2 separate regions of the Mus musculus genome follow, and region 2 is linked to region 1. A link is a contact called in public HiChIP or PLAC-seq data. All regions are on one chromosome and are shown on one strand. Each heading gives the region's core, a stretch centred on a gene start, on an enhancer-like site or on the middle of the called end of the contact. The rest is flanking DNA. Distances are from core to core; before and after follow the strand shown.

Region 1 (5,374 bases), core at 171-2,670:
GAAATTGCAAGCTTGTACAACCACCCTGGAAATTAGTCTGGTGGTTCCTCAGAAAATTGTACATAGTACTACCAGAAGATCCAGCAGTACCTCTCCTGGGCATATACCCAGAAGATGTTCCAACTGGTAAAAAGGACACATGCTCCACTATGTTCATAGCAGCCTTATTTATTTTAGCCAGAAGCTGGAAAGAACCCAGATGTCCCTCAACAGAGGAATGGATACAGAAAATGTGGTACATTTACATGATGGAGTACTACTCAGCTATTAAAAACAATGAATTTATGAAATTCTTAGGTAAATATATGTATCTGGAGGAGATCATCCTGAGAGGTAACCCAATCACAAAAGAACTCACTTGATATGCACTCACTGATAAGTGAATATTAGCCCAGAAACTTAGAGTACCCAAGATACAATTTGCAAAACGCAAGAAAATTAAGAAGAAAGACCAATGTGTGGATACTTCATTCCGTCTTAGAATAGGAAACATAATACCCGTGGAAGGAGTTAAAGAGAAAGAGTTTGGAGCTGAGAGTAAAGGAAGGACCATCCAGAGACTGCTCCACCTGGGGATCCATCCCATAATCAGCCACCAAAAGCAGACACTATTGCATACACCAGCAAGATTTTGCTGAAAGGACCCTGATATAGCTGTCTCTTGTGAGGCTATGTCAGTGCCTGGCAAATATAGAAGTGGATGCTCACAGTCATCTATTGGATGGAACACAGGGCCCCCAATGGAGGAGGAAGAGATAGAACCCAAGGAACTGAAGGGGTCTGCAACCTATACGTGGAACAACAACGTGAACTAACCAGTACCCCCCTGAGCTCGTGTCTCTAGCTGCATATGTAGCAGAAGATGGCCCAGTCTGCCATCATTGGGAAGAGAGGCCCCTTGGTCTTGCAAACTTTATATGTCCCAGTACAGGGGAACATCAGGGCCAAGAAGTGGGAATGGGTGGGTAGGGGAGCACGGCAGGGGGAGGGTAAAAGGGACTTTCAGGATAGCATTTGAAATGTAAATGAAGAAAATATCTAATAAAAAATGAAAAAAAAAGAATGCAGACAGTTGATCTTCTCCAACAAGAGGTCTCTGAAAAAGACCCTGAGTGCAGGGTCTAAGCATTCCCACATCTGCAAGAAGTCCACATTGCAGAATTCAACAAAACATGAATGTGCATAGGCAGAGTGCTTTTCATGAACTAAGGAGCCATTTTTCCTCATGTAAGTGAGCAATCAAAATTGTTTAAAAATGCTATCTAATTCTGTCTTAATCTACAGGAAGTTGTCTACATATAAAAATATTTTAGCCTGCTATCATTCTCTCAAAGCATGCTGGGCTGAACTTTGGAAGTATTTAAAGAAATTCAGGAGGAAAAGCTAACTGGGGTGCCTATTAACATATCAATGCAGACATTGTTGCCTAGGTGCTTTCTTGGCTCCTGATTCTGGATCCAACCAGAGAACTCAGACTGCTTTCTCCCTCAGACTGAAATGCCAAAAATTAACCTCTAAGCACCACCAGCAGAAGAACAGGTAACTTCTTGGAATGCTGCAGGCTGCAAGTCTTAGGAAACTAATAAAGCCTCATAGGAAATTACAATACCCTATACAACCCCCTGTATCATGTGAGGAAAGTCCATATCTTAGTCAGGATATAAATATTAATAAAGCTTGCCATATGGTGGAATTGGTTTTTCTCTGGTGATACCCTGGGTTAACAGAACCTACAATATATGTTCTTCTCAGTCATAATTTGCAGCAATCTTGTTTTCATTTTCATTCAAACCTAAGATGTAATATTAATATCTAAGCCTGTGAAGACATATTCTGAATGGTGTATTTAGATCAAAGCCTGCATATACCTTAGTATATTAATGGAGAAATTAATGGAGAGTGTAACTTTATTCAGTAAATGTTAGTATTTACAGTCATATGATGGTGCTTTATAACCTACATTTTCTAATTCAATCAAATCTGCAATGGTCCCTCATATGACTAATATCTAAAATGCTCTCTTGGGATGTCTATTCAGTCCCCTGTTAAAAGGGAAATGAAGTAGCAAACAGAGAAACAGGGGAGTTAGGAAACATGGGAGAATTTGAGTTCAAGGAGCTTTATTGAGGCTTTAGCATAGAGAATTCCTGTGTACAAACTACAGATACTGCCACGGATCTAAGAGGATATTTTAGAAAAAATTCTGGAAATTATAAAATTAATTAAAACATCACCAAAAACCCCAGGTTCATAGTATCTCAAACTTCCCCAAAATGGTAAGATATCCATGACAGAATTGTGAGAGTGGCAGGAGAAAATACACCCCTGCCCACACCCCTGTTCTCCTGCCCATTTCCCAGCCCAACAGCTGCTCTGACCTTGAAGTTGAAAGGACCGGCTGCTGAATGTTCTGGGAGTAAGGCACAGCAACTTCAGCTTAAGGTGGTACCACAAATACTCCAGACTACTCTTCCACTATGACTCCTGACCATGATGTAGCTGAGATACATTGTCTTTTATATATGAAGGACAAGCCCCCTTTTAAAAACTGTATAACAGGTATTTTACTATTTTATCCCCACCTTTCAGAATTACAAGTCTTGCTTCAATTTAGAAATTGCCTTTCCTCTAATGGGCATGTTCAAGTTCATTCTATGCTTCTTGGTCATATACATGAAGGTAAGGATTAATTTAATTTCTTAACAAAAGCTTGTTGCTTTTCCTATGAAGGTAACTTAGCAAGATCTTACATTACAAATCACCATTGCACTCAGAGAAACTGCTCCTGCATTCCTGCAAAGCTGTTAGCTCAGCTTGGGTATTTAACCCCTGATGAGCCTATATCCCTGTAATTTAAAACAGACAAATGTTACACATGTCCTGTCTTTTGGAAAGTTTGCTTTTATTCCTGTATGTATGTACGCTTCATTCTCATTGTTATTTATGCCTTGGCCTAACCTGGGGAAACTTTCAAAGATATGATACAGTATTTGTTTCATTAGTTTATAATGCCAAGGGCTCAAATCAGAAAATACCATTGTTTAAACTTAAAAGGCATATTAAAATTCATGTTTGACTCTTAGTTTCTCATATTCCCCTGACATCCCCTATAATACACAGGGACATCCTATTGTAGAATGAGCTCATCAAACCTTAACAGATATAGATATCAAATTACAAAATAAAATTATAATTATTCATTTCCTTATAATACTTTATAGACCAATAAATGAGTACATTTTAAAAACTTTTATAGCCCCTAATAAAATACAGACCTACTAACTGGATAATAAAAATGACTGGATGTTTTTCTGGAAGAAGCTCTGTTCATGTACTTACAGGACTCTGCAAAGAATTTGTGTGTACATGAAGAAAAACCAATCCCCAAGGAGATTAAAAAAATCACAACTTAATATGCGGCGATAATCTATACATCAAAATTATGATAAAGTAAAGTTTAAAGTATGATATAAAAATATAGGCTGGGCAGTGGTGACACACGCCTTTAATCCCAGCACTTGGGAGGCAGAGGTAGGCAGATTTCTGAGTTCAAGGCATGCCTGTACTACAGAGTGAGTTCCACGGCAGCCAGGGCTATACAGAGAAACCTTGTCTTGAAAAGCCAAAAACCAAAAAAGAAAAAAAAAAGAAATAAAAATATGACAGGGAAAAAAGTCTCACATGCTCTCTCCTCAATCTTATATCCATCCATGTAGGATGCACTTGCCTTGCAGAGCCATGGCTGAGATACAGCTTCCTAGTACTCCATCCAGTCAGATGAGCTCATGTTTCCCTCCCACCCTCAGTGTGGCAAAAGGGTACATGCTCCACACTGAGTGCCTACTGGCTTCATCTCTCTCCTGTTTTGAGTCTGGCCCAAGTAGGACTCACAGGGACCTGTGCAAGAAAGCAGGTTCTGAGTGTCCTCTCTAACCTCTGGGCTAATTGTTCCCTTTTATTGTGTCTACACAGTCTCCTCCCTCTGTGGTAGCTAGCAGGTAGCCATAGGCTCCTGGTCCAATTGCTCATGCGATGGCTGACACCACAGATCGCCTGCAAGGGCATCCACTGTGTGATTGATGGGGTTGCTCTTATTCTCTGCCTCAGAGAGCACCTCTGAATGATAAGTTGGCAACATCATTCTCTTTTTCTGCTTCCTTAATTTCTGACTCATTTGCTCCTTGTCAGTCATCCATCACTTTTGAGTTAAAAGGAAGACAGAGAAACATGAGGAAGAGGAGGAGGTAGAGAAGGAGGAGCAAGAGGTGGAGGAGGAGGCTGTAACCCAGGAGCAGGGACCCTGAGTACCACCTTCTCATTTTCCAGAGAGGGAGTTAGAGTAGCTGTCACCAGCATTTCCAGTCTGGGGACACTAAGGTGGAGAGCACCTCTGCAAGCAGGTCAGATTGCAAATGGAACCTGACCTCTTGCTCTGTAACCAAAGTGACTGTAGGAGGTCACCAAGGTGTGGGAGGTGAAGGTGTGGGTGGTAGAGACATGGGATATATAGGAATAGAAGTTGTGGGAGGTTTTTAGTGGGAGGTGTAGGTATGGGAGCTGTGGGAAGTGGAGGTATGTTTTTTTTGGGGTAGCTGAAATTGCATCTTAACGGGCAGCTGCCTACTCTGTCATGTCATACTGTCTTGTCTGATTCAAGGATAGTGAAAGGGAGCATCAGAGAAGTTCAGAGATGGAGGTTCCAGTCAGTCATACCAGCTCCCTACATGGGAGACAGAGACAGGAACACCTGTCCTCCAGGAGTTCACACAATAACACATGTGTTAGTCAGGGTCCTTTAGGAGAGGATCTGAGACAGAATACATATGATAAGGAAGACAGGTTGAATTGACTTCCATGATACGGTTCCTCTATCCATGATGCTGGATACCTTAGCAGTTCCAATCTGGTGTTGAAGGCCTTGGGCATTTCTGGAGAGTCTCTGGGCTTCAGCCCATATTGAAAGGCTGAAAAACTGGGCTTCTCAAAGAAATGGGATAGGCACACTCACCAGCAAGGAATGAAGGTAGGCAAACAAACAGCAGTATATTTGCCTTGAACTTCTGTCTGCTCTGGGAATCTTCATCCACCCTAGAAACACTTCTATAGACCCAAACAGAGGTTTGTCTCATAGTTAATTCCAGATCCAATCAACTAGACAATCAGAATTAGCCTTCATGCTGTGCTGAGCCCCCTGAAAGTCCAGAAGAGAGCTCCAGGCATGTAGACTTTAGGAATCCTCACTGGTCCTGAGGTGGGGTTTTCTATCCTGAAGTGTGAGCGCCCAACTCGCCAGCAAGAACGATGCCACAACAGGATCCTTCTGCACACGTTTATTGGGAGAGTTTGATTACAGAGGCGAAAAGACCCGAGCCCC
Region 2 (5,188 bases), core at 1,407-3,906, 67 kb before region 1:
TGCTTTTGAAAGCTCAGTTTAATGAAGAATGGATTCCTGTTTCCTATCGATATAATTTCAGTGGAGCACAGGCCGTATGCTAGCCAGTCAGGACAGGAAGGATCAATGGGAACAGGTGTTTGAGATCTGGTCTTGATACTGTTGCTAGTATTAGAGACTGTGATGTACAGTAGCTAACATCAGTAGTGATAAGGTTGTTGTGACATTTGTGTGGTTACGGAGTTTAACAATTTCCTTTCCCCTTTCATAGGTACCATTGGATACCTGGAGGGAGTGAAGAATCTGAGACACGGGGAAAGCCCTGCAGCTGTTGTTCTAGCATTCCCACAGCAACTGAGGCAACTTACTCTAGATGTGGAACTCAGTTCTGACTTCTCTGTTTTTAGAGAGACAGCTGATAATTTATATCAGCTGTTCATTACTTTGATGAAAGATAGATAGATAAATAGATAGATAGATAGATAGATAGATAGATAGATATTCATCCATATTAAAATGTTCAGACAAATAGATGTACCTAGAAAAAAATTATCTATGAAGGTAAGCCAGACACAGGTGGAGAAATATGGAATATATTCACTTATGTGTGGATATTAGCCAATGCTAAAATAATGAACTGGATAAGCCCATTGTATTTAGAGATATTAAGTATAGAAGAGTTGACTTCAGAGCACACAGTGGCACACAGTGGCACACAGATTCCCTGGTGCAGGTAAATAAAATAGATTTCATGGATCGACTGGAGGCAGATGGAGATGTGAATGGGAAAATGAGGTAGAAAGTAGGAGGGAAGTTAAGGTTGAAGAAGAAAATGCTGAGAGACAGTTGGAAATTAGAGGGGTATTTGAGTGATGATATGGAAGCCTATAGTGGTATATACTTCCTAAATGCTATAAAGACAATCAATATTCAGTGACCTACTAATGGGGGTGAAGCAGTCCCAACTGACATGGTATTTGCTTCAAATGAGCTTTCTAGTACACTACCTGAGTTTTATTCAATTGAGTTGTTGGCTAAGTGGGTCCCTTAGATCCCTAAGCAACCTAGGCAGTTGCTAAGATAACTCTTTGCTCTGTTAAAATTGAGAGCAGTTCTCTATTACCAAGCATATCATTCAGAGAACTCACTGGACACAGAGAAGGTGAACCTTCCTGCCTATATAATATTTTCTTTGGTATGTGAAGTTGCTAAACAGGCTAACAAAAGAGAAATGTGAAAAGCAACCTAGCCTCAAAACCTTTGGCTAAAATCTTGTCTACCTGCCAGATATGCTAGGGGAATGATGGCACAAACCATGTAAGAAAAGCTAACCAATGTCTCTTTTGACGTAAATCCTACTCTGTAAGCTGAAACTCATAACCAATTCTGCATGAGTAGCTAGGAACCACACAGTAGATAAAATAAACACCCAGGGGAAAAACAAACACTACCACTCAAGGAAAAATATCAACGATGTGATCCCCAATGATATTCTGTTATACTCAAGACCAGTGTCTTATTCTGTCACCATCCAAGAAGCTTCCTCCTGCATCAGACAGGAAGAGATGCAGAAACCTACCCACAGATGTTAAGTAAAGACAAGAGTCCTTGTCACAGACCTTTAAATCAAACCTACCCCAAAATAGGTCAGGCAACTGCATGTGAGAAAGAATGAAATAGCCAGATGTGTTAGAGGACCCAAGGAGAAAAGGCTATCTGAATCAAATGAACCAGGTTCATGTGAATTTACAGAGAAAAAAGCAATAAACACAGGGCCTGTATAGGTTTGTGCCTGGTCCTCTGGCATATATTATAACCTCTAAGCACCACCAGCCCAAGAAACAGGTAACTTCTTGGAATGCTGCAGGTTGCAAGTCTTAGGAAAATGATAAATCCTCATAGCCTATACAACCCCCTGTAGCATGTGACCCAAGTCCATCTCTTAGTCAGGATGTAATATCTAATAAAGCTTACCCACATGGTGGAATTCATTTTTCTCTGGCGATTCTCTGGTTTAACAGAACCAACAATATATCTTCTCTTCAGCCATACTTTGCAGCAATCTTGTCTTTGTTTTTCATTCAAACCTAAGGTGTAACATTAATACTTAATCCTATGAAGACACATTTTGAATGCTGTATTTACATCAAAACCTGCATATACCTCAGTGTAAAATTAATGGAGATTGTAACTTTACTCAGTAAATGTTAATATTTACAGCCATTTGATGGTGCTTTATAACCTACATTTTCTAATTCGGTGAAATCTGCAATGGTCCCTCATATAACTAATATCTACAAAGCTCTTTTGGAATGTCTATTCAGTCCCCTGTTAAAAGGGAAATGAAGTAGCAAACAGAGAAACAGGGGAGTTAAGAAACATGGGAGAATTTGAGTTCAAGGAGCTTTATTGAGGCTTTATCAAAGAGAACTCCTGTGTACAAACTACAGAGGCTGCCAAGGATCGAAGAGGTTATTTAGAAAAATATTCTGGCAAGTATACAATTAATTCAAGCATCACCAAAACCCCCAGGTTCATAGAATCTCAAACTTCCTAAAAATGGTAAGATACCCACAACAGAATTGTGAGTGTGGCAGGAGAAACTGCACCCCTGCTCCACACCCCTGCTCTGCTCCTGCCCATTTCCCATCCCAACAGCTCCACTGACCTTGAAGGTGAAAGCTGCTGAATGTTCTGGGAGTAAGGCACAGCAGCTGCAGCTTAAGGAGGTACCTCAAATACTCTCCCAATACAACTTCCTGAACACTAGGCATCTGAGATACATTGTCTTTTAAATATGAAGGACAAGCCCCCTTTTAAAACCTGTGGAACAGATATTTTACAATTTTCAGAACCCCAACTTTCAGAATTACAAGTCTTACTTCAGATTAGAAATTATCTTTTCTCTACTGGACATGTGCAAGGTCATTCTGTGCTTCCTGATCAGATATATGAAGGTAAGGATTAGTTTAATTTCTTTTTTTTGGGGGGGGGGGTTTCAAGACAGGGTTTCTCTGTATAGCCCTGGCTGTCCTGGAACTCACTCTGTAGACGAGGCTGGCCTCAAACTCAGAAATCCACCTGCCTCTGCCTCCCTAGTGCTGGGATTAAAGGCGTGCGCCACCATGCCTGGCTTAGTTTAATTTCTTAACAAAAGCTTGTTGCTTTTCCTATGAAGATAACATAGCAAGATCTTACATTACAAATCACCACTGCACTCAGAAAACTGCTCCTGCATTCCTGCAAATCTGTTAGCTCAGCTTGGGTATTTAACCCCTGATGAGCCTATATCCCTGGGATTTAAAACAGACAAATGTTACACATGTCCTGTCTTTGGGAAAGTTTGCTTTTATTCCTGTATGTATATATGCTGAATTCTCATTGTTATTTATACCTTTGCCTAACCTGGGGAAACCTTCAAAGATATGATACAGTATTTGTTTTATTAGTTTATAATGCCAAGGCCTCAAAATCAGAAAATACTTAAAAGGCATATTAAACTTAAAAGGCGTATTAAAATTGGTGTTTGACTCTTAGTTTCTCATATTCCACTGACATCTCCTATAATTCACAGGGACAGGCTATTGTAGAATGAGCTCATCAAACCTTAAAAGATATAGACATCTAAATTACAAAGTAGGGCTGGTGAGATGGCTCAGTGGGTAAGAGCACCCGACTGCTCTTCCGAAGGTCTGGAGTTCAAATCCCAGCAACCACATAGTGGCTCACAACCATCTGTAACAAGATCTGATGCCCTCTTCTGGAGTGTCTGAAGACAGCTACAGTGTACTTACATATAATAAATAAATAAATCTTTTTAAAAAAGTAAAATTATAATTATTGATCTCCTTATAATACTTTATATAACAATAAATAAGTCAATTTTTTAAACTTTTCTAGCCCCTAATAAAATAAAGACCTATTAACAGGATAATAAAAATGACTGATGTTTTTCTGGGAGAAGATCTGTTTATATATTTACAGGACTCTGCAGAGAATTTGTATGTACATGAAGAACAACTTGTCCTCAAGGAGATTAAAATCACAACTTAATATTCAGTGAAAACCTATACATCAAAATTAGGATAAAGTAAAGTTTAAAGTATGAAATAAAAATATAAGCAGAAAAAAAATCTCACATGCTCTCTCAATTTATATCCACCCATCAAGGATGCACTCGCCTTGCAGAGTCACAGCTGGATAACAGAGTGTTAGGGCTCCATCCTCTCAGATGAGGTCATGCTTCCATCCCACCTCAGTGTCCTCTATGACCATTGGGCTAAATGTCCCTTTTTTGTGTGTACACAGCAGTCTCCTCTGTGGTGGCTAGCTGGTAGCCTGAGGCTCCTGGCCTACTTGCTCATGCAATGGCTGTTGGCTGACACCACAGATCTCCTGCCCAGGTATCTGCTGTGTGAATGATAGGGTTGCTCTTATTCTCTGTCTCAGAAAGCACCTCTGAATAATAACTTAGTAAAATCATTCTCTTTTTCTGCTTCCCTATCTCTGACTCATTTGCCCTTTGTAAGTCATCCACCTCTTTTGGGTTAAAAGGAGGATGGAGAAACATAGGGAGGAAGAGGTAGGAGAGGAGAAGGAAGTAAAGGAGGAAGAGGAGGGGAGGAGGAGGAGGAGGTTGTAGGCAAGGAGCAGGGACCCTGAGTACCACCTTCTCATATTACAGAGAGTGAGTTAGAGTAGCTGTCACCAGCATTTCCAGTCTGGGGACACTAAGGTGAAGAGCAAGCAGGTCAGATTTGCAAATGGAACCTGACCTCTTGCTCTGTAACCAAAGTGACTGTAGGAGGTCACCAAGGTGTGGGAGGTAAAGGTGTGGGTGGTAAAGACATGAGAGATATAGGAGTGGAAGTTGTGGGAGGTTTTGGTGTGGGAGGTGTAGGTATGGGAGCTGTGGGAAGTGGAGTTGTGTTCCTTCTGCAGTAGCTGAAATTGCATCTTAAAGGGCAGCTGCCTACTCTGTCATGTCATACTGCCTTGTCTGATTCAAGGATAGTGGCATTTGTTGCTCCAGAAGGGAGCATCAGAGAAGTTCACAGATGGAGGTTCCAGCCAGTCATACCAGCTCCCTACATGGGAGACAGAGACAGGAACACCCACCCTCCAGGAGTTCACACAGTAACACATGTGTTAGTCAGGGTCCTTTAGGAGAGGATCTGAGACAGAATACATATCATAAGGAAGACTGGTT

The links. HiChIP or PLAC-seq counts read pairs in DNA pulled down with a chosen protein or histone mark.
Region 2: a contact with region 1 is called in an H3K27ac HiChIP or PLAC-seq map of embryonic stem cells, with 5 times the contacts expected there. The contact joins two enhancer-like sites. A contact is called at or near these places in 7 of 484 Hi-C or Micro-C datasets (the G1E-ER4 cell line, embryonic stem cells, liver and 2 more), 6 of 115 datasets of contacts at active chromatin or transcription factors (double positive thymocytes, embryonic stem cells and stem cell-derived anterior neural progenitor cells) and 1 of 9 other capture datasets (embryonic stem cells).

What each region holds. Positions count from the first base shown.
Region 1 is chr4:145,485,632-145,491,005 of GRCm38.p6, reverse strand. No RefSeq gene overlaps it. Among named protein-coding and RNA genes, the nearest start is that of Zfp990, 22 kb to the left of the region's middle. Within about 2 kb of position 1,420, at least 1 of the 459 cell types and tissues checked has an H3K27ac peak or open chromatin away from gene starts, as enhancers often do. A contact at or near this core is called in embryonic stem cells, where this site is marked.
Region 2 is chr4:145,554,324-145,559,511 of GRCm38.p6, reverse strand. No RefSeq gene overlaps it. Among named protein-coding and RNA genes, the nearest start is that of Gm13212, 28 kb to the left of the region's middle. Within about 2 kb of position 2,656, at least 11 of the 459 cell types and tissues checked have an H3K27ac peak or open chromatin away from gene starts, as enhancers often do. A contact at or near this core is called in embryonic stem cells, where this site is marked.